2 separate regions of the Sus scrofa genome follow, and region 2 is linked to region 1. A link is a contact called in public HiChIP or PLAC-seq data. All regions are on one chromosome and are shown on one strand. The core of a region is the stretch at or near the end of the contact, and the rest is flanking DNA. Distances in the headings are between cores, read along the strand shown.

Region 1 (7,664 bases), core at 2,243-4,742:
AGAGAAGCCAAGCCTTTCAGAACCACTACTCATGCCTGGATTGCTGCGAGTCTATGGGAAGTCCCTGACTGGGATGCGTGGGTGATAGTTTCAGAGGGACAGAATATGAGCCAGCCTGAGGAAGTGGGCACACAGGCTTGAAGGAGTTCTGAACACAACTGCCCAGCTCAGGGTCCCCAGAGCTGCAGCAACAGCCAATTCAACTCTGCCAGCATGACAGAGAGCACCTACTGTGAGCAGAGACCTTTAGACAAATGGCTGCAAAACCAGGGAGCTTGGAGCAGAGGGTGGGGAGAAAGGGCCATTTTGCCGCATGTGCTTTTGGGAAGGGAAGACCTGCTCAGCCTCTCAGGAGGGATCAAATTAGGCTTCTCCACATGCATTTATAACAAATTCTGCCCTTGAGTTCCCACTAGAGGAATCCAAGCATCAGATCCCCATTCCCCTAACCCATGTCTTTCTGGAACAAAAATTCCTGATACTTTAAGCTGCCATGTGTGGTAGGCAGCTTCTGAGATGGCGTCTCACATCACCAACTCATGTAGCACCTGTGTGTGGTCTCCTCTACACCTACCACGGTTGGTCTATGTGACCAATGATATCCACTGGAAATAAGTAGGTATAAGAGACACCTGGCATCTTGACCATCCCCCTTCTGTCTTGATCACTTGTCCTGAGGGAAGCGAAGGCTACCCTATGGACAACCCACATCAGGAGGAACAGAAGCCTGCTGCCAATACTCACCAGAGTGAGCCAGTCCAGCTTTTAAATGACTATAGCCTTGGCTGACACCGTGACAGCAGTTTCATGAGAGACCCTACCTAACCTAGAACTGCCCTGTGCCACTGCTCTCAGGAGCCTGACCCTCAGAAAGTTGGGGGGAACTTGTCACCAGCAATGGGTAACTCTTGGAAGATTTTAATATCTAAAACATGGGTTTAGAGACAGAGACCTGGATCTGAGTCCACACCAACCTCGTGATCTTGGTCAAGTTACTGAACCTCAGTGACTCAGTATTTCTACTCCTAAAGTGGAGGTAATTATAGCGCCTACCTCAAAATGGTGTGCTGAACAGATCAGTTAATAGGTGTAGTGCAATTAGCCCAGGGCTACGGGTTCAATAACCAGTACCAAATACCATTATCCCTTTTCCAGCTTCTTCTCCCAATCACAACAAACTCATTTGCAGGCTCTCTGTGTGGCTGCTTCTGCTGGACACTCTTTCCTCCATCTCTCCACCTGTCACCCTCACTCATCCGGGCTCACTCCAGTGTCTCCTTCACTCCACCCTCAATTCCTTTAGGTAGATGATCACCCCCTCCTCTGGGTTCCCGCCATGCACTGCAGACTGTCCTCGTGTTTTTGTTTTTGTTTTTTTTAAATCTGATTTTATTGTCATTTTTCTTGGGCTGCAAGAGCATTTTTGTCCTCAGGGGAATGCACATAGTAGGCATTTGGGAGAAACACATTAACTGAATGGCTCTCTTGGTTTTATGTAATGATGCTGGGAGGGAAGGGGGGCTGCTGTGCTGCTGCTGCGAACATTCCCTTGCAGCCTCCAGCGGCTATAATTAGGGTGGTGTTTTTCTCTCCCATGTGTGTGTTTCCTTTTACCACCACAGACAGCTCTTGCTATTTCGTCCAGTTCCTTTTTGAATATTATCTTTTGTTTGCTTTTATTTTATCTCTTTTCACAATGTCATCTCCCCTTTCAACCTTATCTTTTAAATAGAAGACAGCAAGTGCCTGTATAATGGAGACCGTAAACACCCACCTTCGTTAAAGCAGTTGACACAACTTCACTCCTCCCATTTGAGGTCCCAACCTGGTCCAGGTTAATCCCTTCATCTGAAGTCAATCTATAGTGACTTCCAAATCCTTGTGCCACCTCTCCGTCCTTACCCTGGATGCAGAGAACACCACCCAGTGGTGGCACCATGACACATGGCTTCTTCACCCCAGGACAATTCTGCTTCTCAGAGAGGAAGCTGGAGCTCTAAGAGGCATGGCCTCAAACACACACCAGGCTCCTGTTCCATGCAGACCACATGCTCCACACCAAATGAGAATGCCAGAGTCACTCACCTTGGGCTTTGGTCCAGGCGCCATCTCTAACTCACCGGGGACACAGGACACACAGCCTGCCTCCATGTCCCTGTTTCTTCATCTATATGCTAGGGACAATGACACCACCCTCTTGATGGTTCGCCTGATATTTCTCGGGTGCAGATGCTGAGTCCCGCTCTGTGCAAGGTTCAGCATCTGCCTAGGGGAGACACTTCTCCATGTTCAGGGGCCTCTCAGTCAGATCCTCTGCAACATCTCAGATCCTCTGCAAGAAGACGGCAAGAGACGTCGATCGCATTGACTAGAAATACAGAGGACACAGGAGAACAGGGAAGAGGGACAGCCAGCCATGGCAGGAGCACTCAGAAAAGGCGTCGGGAAGTGGCAGCAGCAAAGCTAAGCACAGACTGAAAAGATGAGGAAGAGGTGAGCAGGAGGTGGTGCGGGCAGACGGCTGAGGACCAGCAGAGTGGACTCTGCATAGGCATCTGTCTGCCAGTGCACAGGGCAGAGCCAGTGGGACGAGACAACAGCACTGTGGTGTTCCAAGTCCATGAAGCAGGAACAGGGAGGCTGAGAGGGAGCCCCGAGAGCCGGGCCCGAACTGGAACACAGGACAAGGATAACACAGGTGAAAGTGCTTTGCGAACTCTGATGTGAGGGCCACTGTTTGTTCCAGAACACTTTCCTTCCCAGCTGCCATAGCCTATTCTCACAAAAACATGCTGAAACCAGCACCTTTAAAAAAAAAAAAAAATCATACTTCCTACAGATTTGCAGAGGACAATCAAGTATGTGAATGTTCACAAGTTGTCGTATAATCAAATGATTGGTGATTTTCTTTCTCATTTTCCTTTCTTTCCGAAGCTATGTTTCTACTGATTTCATGTTTCAGGAACATAAACACCACTTCTCCATTTTGGGGACTAAATCAGGAGGTACCCACTTAATTCCATTATCCAAGAAACAAAATCACTCCCCCTCCAGCCAGTCCTGCAAGCCAATCACCTGCACAGGAGATGAGAAAGGAAATTACTCTGTTTTTCTCTTGCTTTTTTTTTCCCTAACTAGTGGTATTTGAGAAAATTAAGTATGTTGTGCTTCCTATTCAGGGTCCAGGTCCTCAGACAGAGCTGGAAATGGAAGAGGAGAATGTTGTTTGGTTCCAGTGGCAAATATTTCATAGCATCCTTCAGCCCCTATGAATAGCTTTGTAGACAAAATAACACATTTTGTTGTGACACCACCTTAAATATTTTTACTCAGGTAAGACAGAGCACTGTAAATAGTGCCTGTTTATCACCCCAGTGGAAATTTCACTTTTCTTGCTGGGACTAAGAAAGCAGGAAGCCTCGCCCCAGTAGTCCAGGGCCCTTGGCCTGAGTCCTGGCTTTGTACATGGTCTGACCTCAGGCATAGACTCCCGGGTCAAGTGAGGACAGCTGTAGGCAGTACAAAGAGCACTGGACTTAGAAGTGGACAGACTGCATTTGAACCACAACTCTGCTGTTTACAAGCTGTGACTTTAAGCAATGTACTGAAATTTTTCTGAGCTTGAGTTTTCTCATTTTGTCAAGTAGGGATAATGCCACCCAGTGTGCTGGATGACTGCACTAAGTGAAAGAATGAGATGGCACGTAGAAAGGGCTGACATGGTGCCCAGCACATGGGGCTGCAACATACAGTGCAGTGGTTTCTGCCCCGCCCAAAGATGCCCAGCCAAGGAACACGTGGTGCTGACATTCTGCCTCGCTTTTTAAACTTGCTGGTCACTCATACAGGGTTCTTTAAAGCAGTTCTTCTACCCAGAGAACCTGTGGATGATTCACCGCACAGAGAAAGCTGCTTCGCCATTTACACAAAGGTGCCATGCTGGCAGAGGGGCCCCGGAGCACAGGAGGTACATCTCCAATCCACTCTGCTGGTTTTCCTCCCCGCCTCCGCCCGCCAAAGACTATCAGCCTCAGCTACATATGTGTGCAAAACCACGCTGCACACCATGTCCTGAAGCAGCCCAGCTCATCTTTAGATATCTCTCTTGTAAAGCATGATCTCACAGTTTCAGTTTTGCCAGAAAAGAGTTCTGGAGGTGGATGACTTAAAAATGGTTAAGTTGGGAGTTCCCGTCATGGCTCAGTGGAAACAAATCTAACTAGCATCCATGAATACGCGGGTTTGATACCTGGCCTTGCTCAGTGGATTAAGGATCTGGGATTGCCATGAGCATGAGCTGGCATGTAGGCATAGATGTGGCTCAGATCTCATGTTGCTATGGCTGTGGTATAGGCCAGCAGCTACAGCTCTGATTTGACCCCTAGCCTGGGAACCTCCATACGCCCGGGTGCAGCTCTAAAAAGACAAAAAAAAAAAAAAAAAAAAAAAAGGAAAGAAAGAAAGAAAAAAGGTTAAGTTGGTAAATTTTAAATTATGTGTATTTGACCACAATTTAAAGCAATAAATTCTTTAAATTATTAAAACATTCAACTATTTTTTAGAAAGACTCTAGCTCCATTTTGTGCTGAGAGGCAATAATCTGACACGTGGCATGGCAAGGGAGCAGGGACTTGCCCTCTGAGAGACAGAACTGAGTCCCTCTGCGGGCTGGGGAGCAGGTTGGGGGGTGGTAGTATTTTTTTTACGTTTGAGCTAAAATCTATTTTCACGTAACTTTTCTCCATGGTGGTCTTTTGGGCCCCAAAGAACAAATATCATGGGGCTACTTTAGCATATTAGTTAGGTTAGGTTAGTATGTGCTATGCTCCAGGAAAGAAAAAAAAAATCTTGGGGGCTTAACAGAGCAAAAATATCTCTTCTCCCTCACACTGTGAATTATATGTGGGTGTTTGGGGGAGGGGCATACCTCTGCAAGACCCTCACCCAGGGAGTCTCACTGTGTGGGCCACTGTTCCAGGTCCTGGGGTCAGTCGAGCCGTGGGCCAGAATCCCACACAGGACTTTCCCTGCAGCAGCCAGCAAGGGGCACGCTTCCCTCTGATGGGCTTTTCCTTGGCCAGTCACATGACCCTGCCCACTTACAAGGGGACCGGGAAATGGGGGAGAAGGAAGCAGACGACCAGGCCAGGGAGCATTATTGTCTCTGTGACTTTCCTGACTTGGGGTGGACAGGGTGCTGTCCTCGGGCCCTGGTGCTGGTCTGAGGTCAGGCAGACAACCCCTTTCCCACTTCCAGGACTCGATTTTCCCATCGGAAAACAGAGTTACAAATTACCACCCTGGCTACAGATGGAGGACAGAGCTTGGGTGTTCCACACCCCGTGTTTCTCCAACACGTGTTCCCGGGGGGCGTGCAGCATCGGAAAGCACAGCTGGGAAAAACCCCAGAGGATATATGGGAACATGTGAAAAAGAGAAATCCATCCAAGAAATCAGGGCCCCTTTTCAAATGTTTGGCCCTAGATCCCTCCAAAGCAAATTATGGGGACGAAGGGAGGCCACATTTCTGTTCCTATTTTACCCGAGCCTGTGATGCCTACAGAATCGCCCCGCTTTTAATAGCGCCTAGGGTGGGAGGAAAGGCCTGGTCTGTGGCCACAGAGAGAACTTTTGTCTCCAGGGGTGTCTGACCTGCCTCCATCCTGAGGATTACCGTAACTTTTTAATTAAGGCAAAGTTTGTAAGGAGTTTGCTCTTTTGATGTGGCAGCTGTAGCTGGAAAACAGACCTACGTTTAAGACTTTACTGCCTGCCGATGGCTCAGCAGCCTGCCACCCACATATCAGAGCCCACACCCCATAAACAGCCCAGATCATGTTTCTTCAGAGCAGGGTGTGTGAAAGGGGCCTGGGACCACCATGACATGGAAGGACCACCTTTGCTGATAATCTCGTGGGACCGACCACACAAGGGTCCCACTGCCCAAATGGGGACAGCGTTTAGAGATGGCAGAGGAGTAGATAAGGTGACCTTTAGAGACCTGTGATGCAGTGTTTACTCTTGACCCTGATGTTCTATCGTACACAGGCAAGAACCAGGGGAGGAGAGACACAGAGACAGGAAGATCCTTCAGCATCATCCCATCAGAGCATATGTTTCTGGCCCCGCTGAACAGGGGGAAGGGCAGGGGGCTCCTTCAGGCATCTTTGTATCCCAGAGTCCCACATGCAGTTGGCTGGTAACTTTGATGTGAACAGACTGTGTCTTTGGGGAGAGTGATGGATAGAGTGAATGTGGGGCATGTTGCTCTATCACCTTCAATATTCCTTTATGAGCCCCTACAACATACCAGGTACTTGTCCTAGGCACTGACGATTCATCAGGAAACAGTAACTCTGCCCAATTAGAGCTCATATTCTGGCAGATCTGCAGTCTACTACAGGCACTGGGATGCAGCCAGGTCACCCACTTAACCAAGACAAGAACTGGGGTTTGCTAGCTCCCATGAGAGCAGTGCTTCTCAAACTTTCCCACTGAAGAGCCTCTCACGGGGGTCTGGAGGCAGAGCCCAAAGCAGCCAATACAGATGTGACATTTCTTTGACGTTCCAATGTTTTAGTTTAAAAATTCATATAAATATTGAAATCTATGCCATTTCAGAGCCATGTTTGTTTTACGATAAAGTAACGGTGTAGGTTACTTGGTGTATATATAAATAAATATATACGTATAAAGTTTCCACCTTGTTGGTCCTGCCTCTCTATTTCCCTTGGCACACAAACATGTACTCGTGGGATCCATAGGGGGTGGTATGGTGGGGAAGCACATTTCCAGCTCACGTGGATTCTTCTAAATTTCTAAAGGCCTTATGACCTGGCTCCCCTTTGCTTTTGTTTTTAAAATGAGTTACACCATAAGCAAAGTTAAAAACAAATGACATACTGGGAAGAAAGTTTTGCAAAATTATATTGCCTTGATCTCCCAAATATTTAGCCTATAAATCAGTGAGGAAAAAAGACCACCAGCTCAAAACGTTTGCAGAGAAAGATACACAAATGGCTGTTAAACTTAAGAAAATGGTGCTTAACCTAATTCATAGTAAGTGCAAATTTAAATTATATTAAGATGCTAACTTTTAGCTATCAGAATGGCAAAAATCCAAATGCTGGCTAACACACTGTATTGGGGGAAATTGCAGAAATGGCTGTGTTCATTCTCTTCTGCTGCTGGGGTGCAGAATGGCTCAGGCCCTGTCGAGGGCAGTTTGACAATACTAGAGAAAGCACATTCATGAACAAGATTTTTACATTAGGTCAACCACTTCATTTTAAGTGTCAGTTATATATGCAGCACTGGTCAGAAACTCTACAGAAATAATGAGGTATCTACACAGAGCCTGACCCTGAGGAGCTTGGGACCCCACTTAAAGGCATTGGCAATAGGACACAGTAAAAACAATGCTATTGTAACTCTTATTTATCAAGAACTTCCGAATCTAACAGATCATTGAGCATCACAGAAACCCTGAAAAGTAAGTATTTTTCTTTCTCTTTTTCAGTACAGAAAGGTGAAGCAGAGCATGGTTTGCCCAAGGCCACAATGAGGTCAGCCCAGAGCTAAGTAATCCCAGAGCTGAGGTGACTCCAGAACTAGAAGGAGGTGCTGAGATTCCCATGTTCTGCCCAGAGGCAGGTCACCGGAGG
Region 2 (7,664 bases), core at 3,757-6,256, 560 kb before region 1:
TCTCAACAACTCCTCATAGCTCCTTATGCCACTGGCTCTGAAAGGCCCATTTGACAGATGCAGAGGCTGAGGCTCAGAGCGGCAATGTGTCCAAGGCCACTGGAGGCTGAGCTGTCACCATAAAGGCAGGGCCTTGGGTTGCTTGGACCTACGGTCTTCTCCGGTGCTGATAAGCTTTCAGCTCATCCATGAGCTCAGGGTGGCTCCGGCTCTGTTAGCTTATCCAATGTCAAGGTGACTTGGGTCTGCTAACCTTGGCATCTTGATCCTCCTTTTGCCCTCTTTTGGGAAAACGCTGCGACCCCTGTTGACACTGAGCTGGGCTTAGGCTGGGGCCCCCAGGCTGGGGAGGTGGGTGATGAGAAGCTGTGCAGCTCTGTGGCCAAGAGCATAGACTCAGGGGCCAGCTCTTTGGTTCAATGCCTGCATAACCACCCTGGGCTGACTGATTCACCTGTCTGTGCCTCAGTTTCTTCCTCTGGAAATGGGGATAATGGAAAAGTGACCTCACAGAGATGCTGTCATGGTGAATGTGAATTCCTGTAGGTCACGATCGGAGCAGCATCCCCACAGAGTGCTACAGAAGGGCTTAGGAGGGTTTGGAGTGCTTAGTATCATTGCTCTGTTCCTCCCTGCACTGTAAGTTCAACGTCACGGCCAAAGGAAAACTGAAGGCCTCAGAGCACCTACCAGGAGAGAGGAGGGGGGCGGGAGAGTGGCAGGAGAATCTGCCCCTCAGATTGCCCACTTCCTGGCTTCTGGTCCACAAGGCTGCCACCTGGCCTGCCTGCCTGAGCATGGCAGAGAGACCTGGCACACTCCACCTTTCAGCTCTTGTGAAGAGGGGAGAAGGGCGGGCTCCCTCTTGGGCAGAGGTACCCAGCTTTGCCTCTGTGTTGTCAGTGGGATGACCCAGAGTGGGGCCGGGATAGCATCACTATCCCCATCCCCCATGGGGACAACTGGCAACTACTCACATCTCTTACCTTGCTTGGGGGCATCATAGACACTGCGCCCCGCTGGGTTGGATACAGAGAGATGTGAGATGCATGGGGGTGAGGGGCTGGGACCCCAAAGCTGGCTGTCCTATAGGGTATAAGTTGTCCTATGGGATGTCCTATGGGATGTCATAGCTGGGCAAGGCTTCCTCCTTTCCCCTTTCTTTCTACAGATGAGGCCCAGAGTGGCTGAGTGACTAGCCCACATACACCAGCAAGCTAGTGGTGGATGCCAGATAAAAACCCTGGTCTCCAGGCTCCAGGCCTGGCCTCACTGTGAGGTTTGTCTTGCCAGGTCCCTAAAGGTGACTGATTGTCTAGGAGAAGATAAGTCACCAGCATTGTGTGGGTGAGGGATGGGCCTGGGCCCAGAGCTTCCACCAACGGGAGGTCCCGGGAGGGGGTCAGAACAGGTCAGAGGCAGGGCAGCCCCGAGCCTGAGGTCCAGCTTCCTTTCTCAAGAGGGCATGATTCCTGGCAGCAGCTCCTACAGGAAACAGTAGAAGCGCCACCCGCGGGAAACACGGGGTGGGACAAAGGGGGTGTCGGGTAGGGTTTCCTGTTGGGTGGGTGACCTGTGTGGCTGTGGCCCTGGGGCCAGGCCAGAGTTGGGTTTCGCCTCATCCCTGGCTCAGGCCCAGGCCACCCTGAGTCCCATCCTCCTGGCCTGCTATGGCTTCCTGTCCCACAGGCCCCACCCAGCCCAGGAGGGAGCAGGGCCCCCGAGGAGGCCTCCTCAGAAGCACCAAACTTTTCTGGGGCAGGAGTAAGCAAGGCTGCCCCACCCTGCTTGGCGGCCTTTGGCCCCTGACCTCTAGGCCTTCAGTTCTTTGTTTTGCAGCAAGAGGCCTTGACAAAAGCACTCCTGGGTTTTATTCCCAGGAGCTCACAGCTTAGGCACAGCTGAGTAGGGGCTGCAGGAATCAGCCCCGCCCTGGGCATCGGTCACTATCTTCCTCCACTCCCGGCAGAGTGGCAGTGTCACCTCCAAGGAGCCAGGCTGGAGGGACCAGGACAAAGGGAGGCACTGAAGAGGGGTAGATTTCAGGCCTCAGAGGCAGAACTTCCCAGGGTTCAAAGGTGAGGGGCAGTGTGGTACTTTCCATAGAAGGTGTGGCATCTCAGCTGGGCAGGGCGGCCCCCAAGTCAGGGACAATGTGATGTCAAACCATGGGCACAGCACCCAGGGTAATAAGATGCCTTTATTCCCCCACTCAAGTTTTAAATGCCTGGATCCTTATAAGTGTCAGATGTCTGGGTGAGATGGGACATCTGCCCAGGGGCTGCAGGGCCACCCATGGGCTCCATGTGAACCCAACCCATTTCCGTGGGCCTCAGAAGCTGGGGCCTCACCTGCCTGCAGGTGGATATGTCATGGGAGTAGAGAAGTTAGTGTCCTGGCCCAGTGAGGGGGAAGAGGCTTGAACAGAGGCCCTAAGCCTGGGACACAGACTATGGGAGGCCACAGCATCCCAGTCTCTCAGGGCTGCTTGGCAAACAGGCAACTCAGCAAGCAAACAGGCCAGAGAGTGTGCAGCACTTCTCCAGGCTGCGGCCCCACCAGGAACAAAGGCCTCTTGTAGCTCAGCGTCAGGGAGGAGTGCAAATGGGAGGCGGTCTGGACCAACTGGGGCCGGGCCTTGCCTGAGATCACCCCAGGGACAGGGACAGAACTGGGATCCAGGTCTCCTGTTTGCTCCGTGGGCAGCCCCAGGGCCTGCTGTGCTGGGAAGGTGGGACTGCTCATTCAGGCAGGGACTGACCTTGGCCTCACCTTGGCTGTCCAGCACAGGACAGTGACGACATGTTTATACTGGTCCAATCAAACAGGCCCTGACAGGGTTCTGTGGGGGCCCAGCCTGATGCTCTACCTGGAAGCAGCCAATCTTGGGAGGGACTAGGTCAAGGAGGCTAAAGCCTCAGGTCTGTGGGCCTAACGTGAGCAGGATGGAAAACAGAAGCCAGACTTCAGCCTGCTGTGTGGCCAGGGCATGAGTTACCAGCAAGAGTTACTAAGATGGCCACGGCACAGTAGTGAGCCTCCCAACCCTGGATGCATGCAAATGAGGTTGGGCACACACAGACTTTAAAATCATCCCTGCCCAGAATTCACATTCAGCCGTGGGTGGCAGGATGCCTGGCCTGCGTCACTGGCTCAACCACTGGTCACCCCACTTCCGTTCCTTAGCTGGATAGGAGTTTTCCAGCTGTTATCAGAATGGCCTTGAGCTCCTGAGCTCCAGGCTGAACACCCTTAAGTCCTCTCACAACAGAGACAAGGTCCAACCAGGCTCTGTGCGGCCCCAATGCCAGTTCTCTGTGCCCCTCATCCCAAGCACCTGGTGGAATTGGCCTTGGCCCATCCAGGGAAAGTACACCTAAGCCTCCCCAGAACCCAGGGCAGCCTGTGGGGTCGGTTGCACCCTCATCCCCACGCAGTGGCTGCCTCTCCCTGGGCCTCAGCTCAGGTCGGACCCCCGGCCCACCCTGAGATGCCAGCTTAGCAGTGAGAATCTCCAGGGCCAGGGATGTGCTTTTTACTTAAGCACAGACTGGCACAGACTTGACTTGGTTGCCAGGAAATGTTTGTCAAAGGAACGAGAGAGAGAGAGAGAGAGAGAGAGAGAGAGAGAGAAAGTAGCGGGGAGGGAGGGGGACAGACAAACAGACATTTGAACTCAGGCAGGTTCTCAGAACTGTGGTCCCCAAAGGCTACCAGAGCCCTCCTCCTCTGCCAGGCCCTCTCTGGTTATAAAGTGCAGACCGGGTAAACATGGAGAAAGGGTGAGGGAGGCCCTGAGCTGTGTTCCAGGGCTCCGCTGCCTCAGCTGTCTCAGAGAAGGCCCCCAGATGTCCGGGCTCAGGGTGTCTGCACTCTGCCCACATCTGCTCTGGAAGCCCAGCTCCATCCCACCTCCCTGGAGGACAGGGACTCTTGTATCAACTACTTGGTCCATGAGGGACTCAGTGATGCCCCTCACCTTCTCTGGCATCCCCTTCCTAACACAGAGGTTTCATTCTCCTGGAATGGCAGTGGGGTGGGACACGGCTGCCACACGGTCTTTGCAACGAAGGTGATCCTGCCTATCCAACAGGAGGAAAATAAGTCACAGGTGTGAGATCCACAGAAGTTCTAGAAGACCCGTGTGCTGACAACCCTAACCCTTTGCCCAGCCCAGGTCCTGGCACACAATGGGTGCTAATACCTCTCTGACGGATTAATCAGTGGCCTGCTGGATGCACGATGACGATGGGCTGATCTGGGCTCTCCTGCTGAGGGGCCAGGACTCAGCAGCACACAGCAGGGGACACCAGAGGCAGTGGCTGCTTCCACGTGCATCCCTCTCTGGCCAGGGCTCGGCCTTTTTGAGCTGCCTCTGGACAGAGGATGCATTTTAGGCTGGATGTGTTCTCTGTAGTTAGTAAACCCAATACCTTTTCTTGACAGATGGAGTTGGGGGAGGTCTGGGGAGTGTGTATGGGGGGGTGCGGTCAGAAGCAGGGCCCTTCCTCAGGCCAGGCCTCCCCCCACCAAATCCAGAGGCCCAAGAACTCCAGGACCCAGCACAGGGCTGCCCTCTGTCCCCAGAGATCCTTATGTCCACTCCCATCCCCCACCAGTGCGGCCCCCTCCCCTGGCTCCCTGTCTCAGCCTCCTGGCTGCAGCCGGCCTGAACTGCTTACTTAGACAAACAGGGAAAGCAGCCACGTGACTGGCTAAGGTTTCCTGGACCAGGGAGACACACACACACACACACACACACACACGGCCAGGGTCAGGTGGTCATGCGGCCCAGCAGGCTCAGGTTTCCATGTGTCTGAAGGACAAGTGACCAGGCCTGCCTTTCTTCACCCAGAAGAATGCCTTCTCCAAACACTTGTTTTCTGCCTCCTGGCCGCGTCAGGGCCATGTGGATGGGAAGAGCGCAGGGGGAGGGGGAGGAGGGGAGAAGGAGGGGGAGGAGCATGCGCCAGCCCTCAGCCCTGGCCTGATCTGGTGTTTTCCTTCCGCCCTCCCCACCCAGAGGGCAGATGCCTGCTGGGAAACCGTGGCCGCCCAGCCGCTGACGCTGATGCTGATGCTGACGCTGACGGCAGGGAGAATCCCAAAGCCCAGGGCTGGACGTGGGCAGCAGGGGAGCTGGGGCTCCGAGGGGAGTCTTCCAGGGAGTCAGCCAAAGGCCTGTCAGGACCTGGTACCCAGAGCAGTGATTTTTGCAGCCTGAGTCCATGGCCTGGCCCCGGGGGGCATCCAGGGTGGGAGAAAGGGGAGGAGAGGGGTGTTTAGTCCAACCTGGTACAGCAGCTCTGCCTTTGGTTTGTGGTTTGGGAAAGGTCTGGGGGCCAGGGTCCCGAGGCCTCTTCCAGCTTTGGGGGTCTGGGCCTCAGATCTTTCCCAGAAGGCAGGTCTGTTCATCTTCACAGCCCTGAGATGAGCCGTCTAAAGGAGAAGAAGGAGGCCCCATCTCTTGACAGGCAGGGCTGAGACAGGGATTCTGGGGGAGGGGGGGTGGCCACCAGCTCTGTGAGGGTCTGTGGCTGGTACCCACCCTGGCCTGGCCTCAGGCCTGACCGCCACCGCCCCAGTGGCACAGACACCTGCTACAGAGGCACCTCAGGAAGGCCACAGAGATATGAAAGGTGTGGCCAAGCGTTCTCAAATGAAAGCCAATTCCTGCCAGACCCCTTGCTAAACCCTTTTTCAAATACCATCCCGCTGAATCCTCACAACCCTACAAGGTAGGTAATGTCACCCCATTTTACAGAGGAGGGACTAGCAACCAGAAAGTCACATCATTAGTAAGGGGCCGGTCAGGATCTGCACCCTGAGAGTTCACTTCTAGCACCCATGCCCTTAAGCAGTTCCCATTGTACCAGGGCCTGGGCCCCCAGCCTCGGGCCAGGCCTGTCCTCCACAGCATCCTTGACAAGGTTTCCCAGGGCCAGGTCCTGGGTTCCGGAGGGATGCTCCCGGAGCCAGCCCACCTCTCATCCTGTCTGTCCCGGGCACCCATGGAAGCTGCCTTAACATGTGGCATCAGTGAAGGTCTACAGGGTGAGAGGAAGGCGGTGGAGGGGTGAGAGAGGAGAAACGGTGGGGAAGGAGAGACATGGGGTCCAGACAATGAGAGACAGAGCAAGAGAGGGCTGGGTTGGGGGTGAGAGAGGGTGGAGGAAGAAAGGCAAGGAACAACAGAGAGAGAGGAAGAGCAAAAGAGAAAGAAGGAGTGATGGAGAAATGGAAAGAGAAGGAAGATGGGGGAGTGACCGCAAGAAAGAAGATGGGAGGGAGGGAGGAGGGAAGCAGAGGAGGGGAGACACAAAGCTAGAAAGAGCAGAGGGAAACAGGAGAGGAAGAAGGAATAGCTGCACGAAGAAGAAGGGAAGGAGTAAGGAGAGGAGGTGGGAACAGTCCACAGGGAAGGAGCCGGGGATGAAGGAAGCAGGAGCAGAGGAAGACAGACAGGGAGGCAGACAGGGGTCAGGGAGGGAGCGGGCCTCGGAAAACCGAGAGACGGAGGGCAAGCAAACCCGCCCACCCTGAACATTAAATACCTAACAGGAGATGACAAATCAAATGGGAATTACCGCGGTAAAAACATAATTAGAAACTTGATTGAAGTTAAACAGAATTTACATAACACTGCAAATTAACTTTACACGAAACTATTCACTGGGAAGGCAATGAAAAGGCATTTCATTAGTAATCTATATTTAAACAATAGGCACAATGGAGCTTTCTGATGTGGAACTTGGTGCCTTCAACCCGAGAGACTGCCAAAGGCTGCTGGAGAACAGAAGGCAGTGGATATTCCAAGAGGAAGTGGGCAGGGTCCAGGATGGGATCCCTGGGCCAGCGAATGGGGTGTGGGGGTGGGTGGACACAGTGGGCCAGATCAGATTCTGCTATGGGCTCTTCCCTTGACTTGCTGTGTGGTGCTGGACAAGTGTCTTACCTTCTCTGGGCTTCCGTTTCCTCATTTACAAAATGAGGACTCTGGAGAGGTGGTGTACATGAAGGTGCCTGTAGGTGCGGCTATTCTAGGAGAGCCTGGGAGATGGTAGAAGGCAGCAGTAACAGTGTGGGCTTGGGGTGCAGATGGACCCTGCTCAGGGTTCCACCCTGCCACTTAGTAGCTGTGGCCTTGTGCCAACTTCCTCTTGGGTCCTGGTTTACCCATCCATTCAATGGAGATAAGTCTACTCCCGCTTGATGTTGTCACCCGGGCCGTGGAAGGATTTAGGGAGAGATTGAGTGGGGGCAGGCTTAAAGAAAAGTGAGTCTAAAGGCACGGGATTACTTGTCCCATCCGCCTGGCACACTAATTAGATTACCCAAGCCTCCTGCCACCCGCCTGCCATGTAGGCTGAGCCATGCATCATCAGAGAGGTTTCCTGTGGCTCCCCCAGTCCCTGATATGCAGTCAGAGACATATCTCCCCAAGGGACTGGCGGCGGCGGGGGGGGGCGGGGAGGCATCACCAAGTCCCTGCCTGGTTCCACCCCAAACGCAATATGGAGAAGTCTCCTGGGCCTTTGTCACATCCCAAGTGCATTAGGCTGTGTTCACTGCAGAGGGGCAGAGGGGCAGAGGGGCTGGGCTAGCCCCCTATAGCCCACTGGCTGGCCACTCCCCACTCCCCTGGCACCTCCCATCCTGCCTCC

The links. HiChIP or PLAC-seq counts read pairs in DNA pulled down with a chosen protein or histone mark.
Region 2: an H3K27ac HiChIP or PLAC-seq map of skeletal muscle shows a contact between it and region 1, with 6 times the contacts expected there. The contact joins two enhancer-like sites. A contact is called at or near these places in 2 of 2 datasets of contacts at active chromatin or transcription factors (alveolar macrophages and skeletal muscle).

Annotation. Positions count from the first base shown.
Region 1 is chr14:80,913,854-80,921,517 of Sscrofa11.1, reverse strand. All of the region lies in intron 6 of LOC102163764 (a long non-coding RNA gene), which reads right to left. Among named protein-coding and RNA genes, the nearest start is that of RPS24, 440 kb to the right of the region's middle. Within about 2 kb of position 3,492, at least 13 of the 83 cell types and tissues checked have an H3K27ac peak or open chromatin away from gene starts, as enhancers often do. A contact at or near this core is called in skeletal muscle, where this site is marked.
Region 2 is chr14:81,480,228-81,487,891 of Sscrofa11.1, reverse strand. All of the region lies in intron 3 of ZMIZ1 (zinc finger MIZ domain-containing protein 1), which reads right to left. Among named protein-coding and RNA genes, the nearest start is that of ZMIZ1, 75 kb to the right of the region's middle. Within about 2 kb of position 5,006, at least 57 of the 83 cell types and tissues checked have an H3K27ac peak or open chromatin away from gene starts, as enhancers often do. A contact at or near this core is called in skeletal muscle, where this site is marked.